Linked DNA regions of Mus musculus: region 1 is linked to region 2. The links are chromatin contacts, called in public ChIA-PET maps. All regions are on one chromosome and are shown on one strand. The core of a region is the stretch at or near the end of the contact, and the rest is flanking DNA. Distances in the headings are between cores, read along the strand shown. Region 1 overlaps Tmem59 (transmembrane protein 59). Region 2 overlaps Acot11 (acyl-CoA thioesterase 11).

Region 1 (3,775 bases), core at 417-2,916, 410 kb after region 2:
CTGGGAACTTAGGTGGGGAGATTCCTGAGTGTCTACGTTAATGGTGTGTTCTGGTTCTTCTCTTGCAGAAGCTGAGTATCTATGGTGACTTGGAATTTATGAATGAACAAAAGCTGAGCAGATACCCAGCTCCTTCTCTTGTGATTGTTAGGTCTCAGACTGAAGAACATGAGGAGGCAGGGCCCCTGCCCACCAAGGTGAACCTTGCTCACTCAGAAATCTAAGCTTTTTAAAAGAGTCGTGGACACATAAACTTCCATTCCTCATAGAGCTTTTTAAGATGGTTTCATTGGACATAGGCCTTAAGAAATCACTATAAAATGCAAATAAAGTTACCAAACTCTGTGAAGACTTTATTTGCTGTGACTTTACCTGTATTTTTCTAGTCATTTAAGATGGACATTGGGTTGTATTTTTATTTTACTAATATCTGTAGCTACTTAGTTAGTTGCATTGGTTTTGGTTTTTTTCCTCTCTTCGCCAAATTCTATGAGCTGATCATTGTGGCCCCGCCCCTGCCATGCCCCCCGTCAGTCATCTCACTTAATAACCGAAACCTTAGGGTGTGATGCTTCTGCCCGGAAATGGCCTCCAAACTGTCCTCTGGATTATAGCAGAAATGTTATTTAATGACACTACATTTTCAGTTGTATTGAATTGAAATCATTAAAATCTATTTGAATAATTATGTTCTGAAGCTTGAGTGTTGGGCTTTCTTGTTCTTCCCTCTCCTTTCCCAGTGCAGAGTCGTGGGTTGCTGTGTGTCTGCTGTTCTATGGCAGCTCGATCGAGCGATGCTGCCGTGAAAACAAAAATGGCCTTCTCAGAAGTGGTGTAAAGTGTGTGTGTGTGTATGTGTGTGTGTTGGATGTTGGATGTCGGGGACATCTGCATGCCACAGCATGTGTGTGAAGATCAGAGGACAGTGTTCAGGAGTCGGTTCTTTCCCTTGCCAGGTTGAGATGGGTCCTCTGCTCGTATTTTGCTGCTGCACTGTGTACTCCAGGCGGGCTGGCCTGAGAGCTTCTGGCTTATTCCAGGGACTCAAATGACAAATTCAGGTTGTCAGGCTTTTGAAGCTAATGCTTTGTCCGCTCAGCCATCTCTCTTGAAGTTCCACTTGATGTGGTTTTTTTTGCACAGCTTAGAGTTGAAAGAATTTTTCCAAAGGAGCTGTTTGACCTCTTTAAAATCGCATCAAGATATTTTTAGAGAGAAATGGCATTTTAGCATTAGCCTTATTCTCCCGTGATGTACAGTTGAGCATAGATTTGAGCACTAGCCTTGTTCTCCCATGATGCACAGTTAAGCATAGATTTGACTTGGTAGAAACTGACACTGTTGCCCTTCCTTTACCATCAGTGATAGGCAATTATTATTAATATTTTAGATACTTATTTTCTGTATATCAGTATTTTGCCTGTATGTGCACACTTTTTGTCTGCTGAAGTCAGAAGAGAACATCAGATCCTTCAGAACTGGATTTACAGAGACTTCTGAGCTGCCACGTCGGTGCTGGGAATCAAACTTCAGCTCTTGCTGAGGTAGCTTGATAGTCCTAGTAATAGATACTTAAAATAAGGGCAAAATCAGATACCATCTTACACCAGATGTTAATGTGGTTCTGAGTCACCACATAGGAAATGTTAAACACCTTTGCTAACCAGCATCCTTGATCTCAGAGCTGGGTGGCAGCTGTCTGTCACTGGAAGGCCTCACTGTGGTGCCGTTGTCAGATTTCTCTAAGTCAAGAAAATACAGTTGACAGCTAAGCAGGGAAGATGTTGGTCACAAACTATAGGCTTTGTTTTTAAGATAGTGTGTCTAGATTTGAAAGACAGAAGACCTAGGGCCAAGTCTCAACACATGCACCTTTTGTGGGGGTGTTTTACATCTGAACCTGGGTAAAGCTGAAGGACTGTGAGCATCACTAATTCTGGGAGATTCTGGGAGGAAGTGGTGGCCGGCTTCAGCCTGGAGGGAAATGGAAAAGCTGGGTAAGATCAGGGAAGAGTGTTGTAGGCAGTGGGGACAGTGTGCTTAAGCTGAGAGACAAGAAGCCAGGGACTGCAGATTGTTCAGCAGGCCAAGCTGTCATGAAGATATGAAGAATAAAAGACCTCAGTAAGCCTCGATCCTGCACATAATGGAGGGTCATGACAAAGAAGTTAAGCCACAGGGTCTTGTTGGGGAATGGGTCTCAGAATGCTTCTGAGATAGCAGTGTGGAGCAGCCTGGGCATGGGAGCAAAGGCTGAGGCAGCCATAGCTTAGCCCCATTGTTGGTTTTGTACTGTAGACCAGACCCAGGGCCTTGCTCATATTAGGAAGCACTCTACAGTAGAGCTGTGTCCTAGCCCTTGGGTTTCTAAAACAGCCTCTATATTCCTCAGTCAAGCCTTGAACCAGATCTTCCTGCCTCAGCCTCCCTAGTGCTAGGATTCCTTACGGGTGAGCACTTTATTCCATCATTTTATTAAGTGAACTACAATCCTGTTCTCTTTACTTACATTGTTTAGGCTTTGTTCCCCGCAATATGTTTTAAGCCTAGGACCCTGCATTGTGGTCACAACAAATTGACTCAGATTAGCACTCCTCAACCTGTGGGTCACAGCCCTTTGGGTGTGGCATATCAGATGACCTGCATATCAGAGATTGATATCATAATTCATAATAGTAACAAAACTACAGTTATAAAGTAGCGAAAAAATAATTTAATGGTTGGGGGCCCACAACATGAGAACTGTAGGAAAGTGTCGCAGCATCAGGAAGGCCTAGAACCACTGCTCTAAGTGAGGCCAAACAAACAAAAGGCTGAACAAAGATCCAACCACGAGCTGCTTCCTGTTGGGCTGAGTTTTCAAGCCATGTTGTCGAATAGCCAGTCGCCTTACCACATCTTCAGTTGCACATTCACAGGGTAGACTCACCTCAGCTGCCCTTGAGCCCCTCCCGCAGGCTTCCAGTTGCTAAGCGACCTGTTTGAGTATCATCAGCTACAGTTACCTTTTTCATCTTTCCTTAACTATTCTACCTTAGTCTGGGCTTAAGGTGTGGCCTGCACTAGAGGCTGAGACCCTGGAGACTGCATTGTCTTCAGTGGAAAGCTGGCTTGCACAGTTAATATGGCTTCTGAGGCCCAACCCTTACCTTACTTGAAATTATGAAAACTGTTTTCATGTCTCACTGCTAATTACCCTTCCTGTGCTGCTAGTAACTGACTTATTTAGATCAGGGATGCTCTGTTGGGAGTGCATGTGTGTACATCTGTGTACCCCCAGTGTATCCATGTGCAGAGGTCAGAGGTCAGCATCAGTCTCCTCTGTTGCTGTACGCCTTATTTTTAAAGCAGGGCCTCTCACTGAACCTGGAGCACAGTTTGGCTAAACTGGCCGGCCAAGCCCCTGAAATCCTCTTCCCTGTTTGTCTCCCTACCGCTGGAGTTACAGGCCTGCAGCACCACACCCTACTTTTTATTTAGGTGCTGGGGAGCCAAACCCAGGTCCTCGTGCAGATTAGCTCCTAAGCCATCTCCCCAGACTCAGTTACTCGATATGAAAGGTTTTAAGGACAGGCATTCTGTGCCACAGACCTTTAGCACAAAATAACGTCGAAAGGGAGTTGTAACCCTTCTATGATCTCAGAGTATTGTTTTTATTGCTATTAATTAACATCTACTGCAATGTGGGCTCTACTGGTGATGATATCACAGGCCTGCTATACTTGAGTTCAGATCTATTGAACACTGAGCTATCTTTCCGCAACCAAATTCACCT
Region 2 (4,193 bases), core at 171-2,670:
GCCATTCCTAAGAAGGCTTGCAGAATGGTGGAAGCAGGACTCATGATTTACCAACTGGATACATCTTGTCACTTGTCACTTGGTCATGCCCTGGAAGAGGCCGAAGTGTCCTCTCTGCAGGTAGAAGATGCTGATCAGGATCAGGCAACCCATGGCAGAGGCTGGACCGGGCACTGCAGCCCAGGCAGCCCTGCAGGGGCTCACTTCTTATACCCCAGGTTCTTCTCCGAGCCTTCAGCTCAGGGGAGTTGATGGACTATAAAATAGCCCTGACCTGACCTGGCCTCACAGCACCAACATACTCCCTCCACTGTGTGAAAGGGACCTGAGCCAAGAGAAAAGCTTGCTGAAAAAGCCAAGAAAGGTAGAAAGAGAAGAAAGACAAAGTTTGCGGTGATTGGCAAGAGATCTGTGACCAAGCCCCACAGGTTCTTGGTACTCTGGATGTGGCCCTGCCTCTGGTTTGCTGGAGAACCGAGCATAACTTAAGCTACTCTGGACCTCAGTCTTCACAACTATAAAATGGGAACATGAGCGTCACAGAAAGGAGTCTGAGTGCTTAGACCGGGACCTGACCCACAGGAAGTGCCCCAAACTGCTGTGCTTTGTGTTGTCCAAAAGCTAAGGCACTTCAGAAAGACACGGGTCCCAGGGGTATGTGACATCTATGGAGAACAAATGGCCAGGTGGCCTGTGCAGAAAATGCTTTGAAGGCAGCTGGGACCTGTGACAAAAACATTCACATTTCTTTCCATTACTGCCAATTGAACACAAAGCTCTCTTCTATATTAGGGTTTCACTTAAACTGAGAATCATGGCTGGGCAGGACAGAGTCTGTGGTCCTCTGCAGGCACCCTGCACTTGATGACTGCCAGAATGCCATGCTACTCAGTTCTAGAAAGGTTCCAGACCCTCAGGAAGTTGAAACAGACTCTTGGAATTACTAGAAAGCAGCTGAAAGGGTCGGTGGCAACAAGGTGGGCACCAGGAGGAGCCCCTGGGCCACGAATAAACCATCTTCAATAAATTGCTTTTGTTCAAGGCCAAACATCATCAGGGCCCAGTGAGAACCTGGAGATTGAGCCTGGAGGGGTTTCCCGTGGTGCCCCTGGAGACTGAACCTGGACCAGTTCCGTAGAGCCCCATGCTGCACCAAATGGCAGGAATGAGGACGGGCCTGGTCATCAGCAGGCTGACAAAAAAGCCAAGCAGGGGACCCTGCATCCAGCGCTTCTGTCACTGTCCCCTGGGTTTAGATTGATTATGGGCTGGGCTGGTTCTACCTTAATAGCTGTTTATGTGAAAACAGCCTCATGATTTCATCCATCCACAAACTCAACTGTGGCAACTCCTACCGTAACCAAAGCATAGCGCTGTGGTGGCTGAGGCCTTGCAGCCCCAGTACGGTGGGGGAGGGGAGGAGAGGAAGGAATGACTCAGTGCGGAGGAGGCAGCCCCAGGCTGGGGTTTTGCTTGAGGCCCAACCCTGTGAGCAAGAAACCAGAAGGAATGTGTGGGACCCTCAGAAAGGACAGATAACCGGAGGGAGATCAGGGAGGGCACCGACTATTGGTGGCCTGGTCTGGATCTCTGAGGGCTGGTCAGAAACCAGGAGCATTCCAAGTAAGGCGGATAGGTAGAAAGAACAACTCTTCAGATCACTGAGGTTAATCTCTGTTAAAACTCCATTCATTTCTTCAGGGTGATGGGACCATCTCATCTCTCATGACATGTAAAAACAAGACAAGGCCATTTAAAGAAGGAAAGAAAACACAGAGCATCGAGGGGTGTGGCCCGGTGGGTGGCATGCCTGCCTAATATCCAGAAAGCCCTGGGTTTGATCCCCACCACTGCATGAAACGGTTGTGGTATTATCCCAACATTTGGAAGATGGAGACAGGAGGATCAGAAATTCAGGGTCCATCCCAGCTATAAAGCAAGTTTAAGGCCAGCCTAGGCTACATGAGACCCTGTCTCAAAAAGAAAAGAAAACGATAGGAGAGGGGATATGATGGAGGGAAAAGGTCCTTTTCTAATCTGAGGCAGTAGTGAGTGGGAGGGTTCCTGCGGGGAGCTGGCTAATGTATGAATGAATGAGAGGGTGCAATTAGGAAAGACATGGGAGGGGGGTGTGGTTCTAAGGAGAGAGAATGCAACGCCCCAAGAGGATTGGTGTGACTATCAGAGGGCAGTAGGTAAGAAGTCAGGAGGGAAAAAAAAAAAAGAAGAAGAAGTCAGAAGGGTAACCTGGTCCACGTGGCCCAAGGCTGGGCAGATCCCCAGAGTGCAGATTTGACTCAAGTGCTGGAGTCCGTAAGTGGCGGGAGACGGGACCCGCCTTTCAGATCTCTCCACTTTGGATGTGCGTGCTTGCGTGTCCTCTCGGATGAGGAGAGGCAAGTAGAGTCCTCAGCGCTCCTATGCTGCTAGCTGGGAGAAATGGCACTTGGGCAGGGCCTGGCCAAAGTGTTGGCCAAGGGCAGATTTCAGAGGTCCAGCTAGCGGCAGTACTGCAGGCGGAGGTGGGGGGAGCTTGGAGTGAGGAAGAAGTGTTAGTACCCAGTTAGGGGAGTGGGGGGGGGATGGGGGGGAAATGAGTGAGGATAAGGACCAAGAACTTTCCAGCTATTGTTAAACATTCACTGAATGTACCACAGTTCTGATACGCACCCCTCTGTTGAAAGGGGGGCTACACACCTGCAAAAACAAACCAGCAAAAAACAATCACCAGCCCCGTGGGGGCATCTGAAAGGCACAGGGCTCTACACCTGTTCTAGGTTAAAGGGTACTAGAGCCTCGTGGCTCCTCTCAAGACTCAAGAGAAAGAGGAGTCTAATCCTCTCCCCTGAGTCTGCATCACCTTCAGTGACATTTCAACCAAAGCTTGCAACCCCAGGTCATGGGAAGTTTTGCTGCATCTCCTAGGCCTCCTGGAACTGTCCCTCTGGGGGACCTAGCTGCCAGGTAAGAAATCTAACTCTCCTGAAACTGTCACGACAAAGAATCCACACGTGGATGCTCTAAATGACATTCCCAGCTAAGCCCAACCTTGCAGCCTTGCCCACAACAATGCCAGTGAAGCCATACTAGACCCTAGGCAAGCTCACTCACAAGCTAACCACCACCCATAACCTCTACCTGGGCCCCGCAGGCCAGATGAATTGCACTGCAGAGCTCTGCCCAGCCTTGCCCAAATTTCCAACCCACAAATTACAATGCATCACAAACTGATGGGTTTGCTAAGCCACGGAGTTTCAGGGTGGTTTGCATTGCAATCCTAGTAACGACAGCAGATGCGGTCTCGGGAAAGACTGCAGACAGGGACACACATACTCCCACATAAGGAGTAGATATGAAGGAGAAGTCTGAAAAAGACCCAGGGCGCCATCAACCCGGTGTAGGGAGAGCCCCAGACGGCTCCCGGAGGCAGCATGAAGGCAGATGGGAAAGGAGCCAACTGAGAGGAGGAGAAGGAGTCCAGTCAGAATGATTTAGAAAAAAGATGAGAGCCAGCCAAGTGGAAACTGGTACCACACAAGAAGTCACTGGTAGGTGAACTGGGATGGGAATGGCTTTGCTTTCATGGAGACTGGGAAGTACTGGTGTTAGTTCATCTGCTGAGGAGTATGGCAGGTGGAGGGTCCCCCAGAGCCAGAGAGCTGCCCACGTGATGGATACCTAGCATCTAAAAAGTACTCGGGCACAAGCTCAGAGATCCTCTTAAGAAATCTGCTGTCATGGGCTGGAGATGTAGCTCGGCAGGTAAGAGCACTGACTGCTCTTTCGAAGGTCCTGAGTTCAATTCCCAGCAACCACAAGGTGGCTCACATAATGGGATCTGATGCCCTCTTCTGGTGTGCCTGAAGACAGCTACAGTGTGTTTCATATAATAAAAATCTTTGGGCCAGAGCAAGCGGGGCTGAAGCAGGAAGGAAGGGAGGAGGAAGGGAAGAAGGAAGGGAGGAAGGAAGGAAGGAAGGAAGGAAGGAAGGAAGGAAGGAAGGAAAGGGAAGGGAAGGGAAGGGAAGGGAAGGGAAAGGAGGGAGGGAAAGGAAGGAAGGGAAGGGAAGGGAAGGGAAAGGAAGGGAAGGGAAGGGAAGGGAAGGGAAGGGAAGGGAAGGGAAGGGAAGGGAAGGGAAGGGAAGGGAAGGGAAGAAAGGAAAGGAAGGAAGGAGAGAGAGAGAGAGAGAGAG

Evidence for each region. ChIA-PET counts read pairs in DNA pulled down with a chosen protein or histone mark.
Region 1: a contact with region 2 is called in an RNA polymerase II ChIA-PET map of effector CD8 T cells, with 5 read pairs. The contact joins two enhancer-like sites. A contact is called at or near these places in 4 of 39 promoter capture datasets (embryonic stem cells, liver and pre-B cells), 6 of 115 datasets of contacts at active chromatin or transcription factors (T-cell acute lymphoblastic leukemia, double positive thymocytes, effector CD8 T cells and 3 more) and 1 of 9 other capture datasets (adipose tissue).

What each region holds. Positions count from the first base shown.
Region 1 is chr4:107,200,300-107,204,074 of GRCm38.p6, forward strand. Tmem59 (transmembrane protein 59) reads left to right here. Exons shown (of 8, transcript NM_029565.3): 8 at 69-697. The coding sequence ends at 224. Among named protein-coding and RNA genes, the nearest start is that of Ldlrad1, 7.0 kb to the right of the region's middle. Within about 2 kb of position 1,667, at least 23 of the 459 cell types and tissues checked have an H3K27ac peak or open chromatin away from gene starts, as enhancers often do. A contact at or near this core is called in T-cell acute lymphoblastic leukemia and effector CD8 T cells, where this site is marked.
Region 2 is chr4:106,786,576-106,790,768 of GRCm38.p6, forward strand. All of the region lies in intron 1 of Acot11 (acyl-CoA thioesterase 11), which reads right to left. Among named protein-coding and RNA genes, the nearest start is that of Acot11, 11 kb to the right of the region's middle. Within about 2 kb of position 1,421, at least 176 of the 459 cell types and tissues checked have an H3K27ac peak or open chromatin away from gene starts, as enhancers often do. A contact at or near this core is called in T-cell acute lymphoblastic leukemia and effector CD8 T cells, where this site is marked.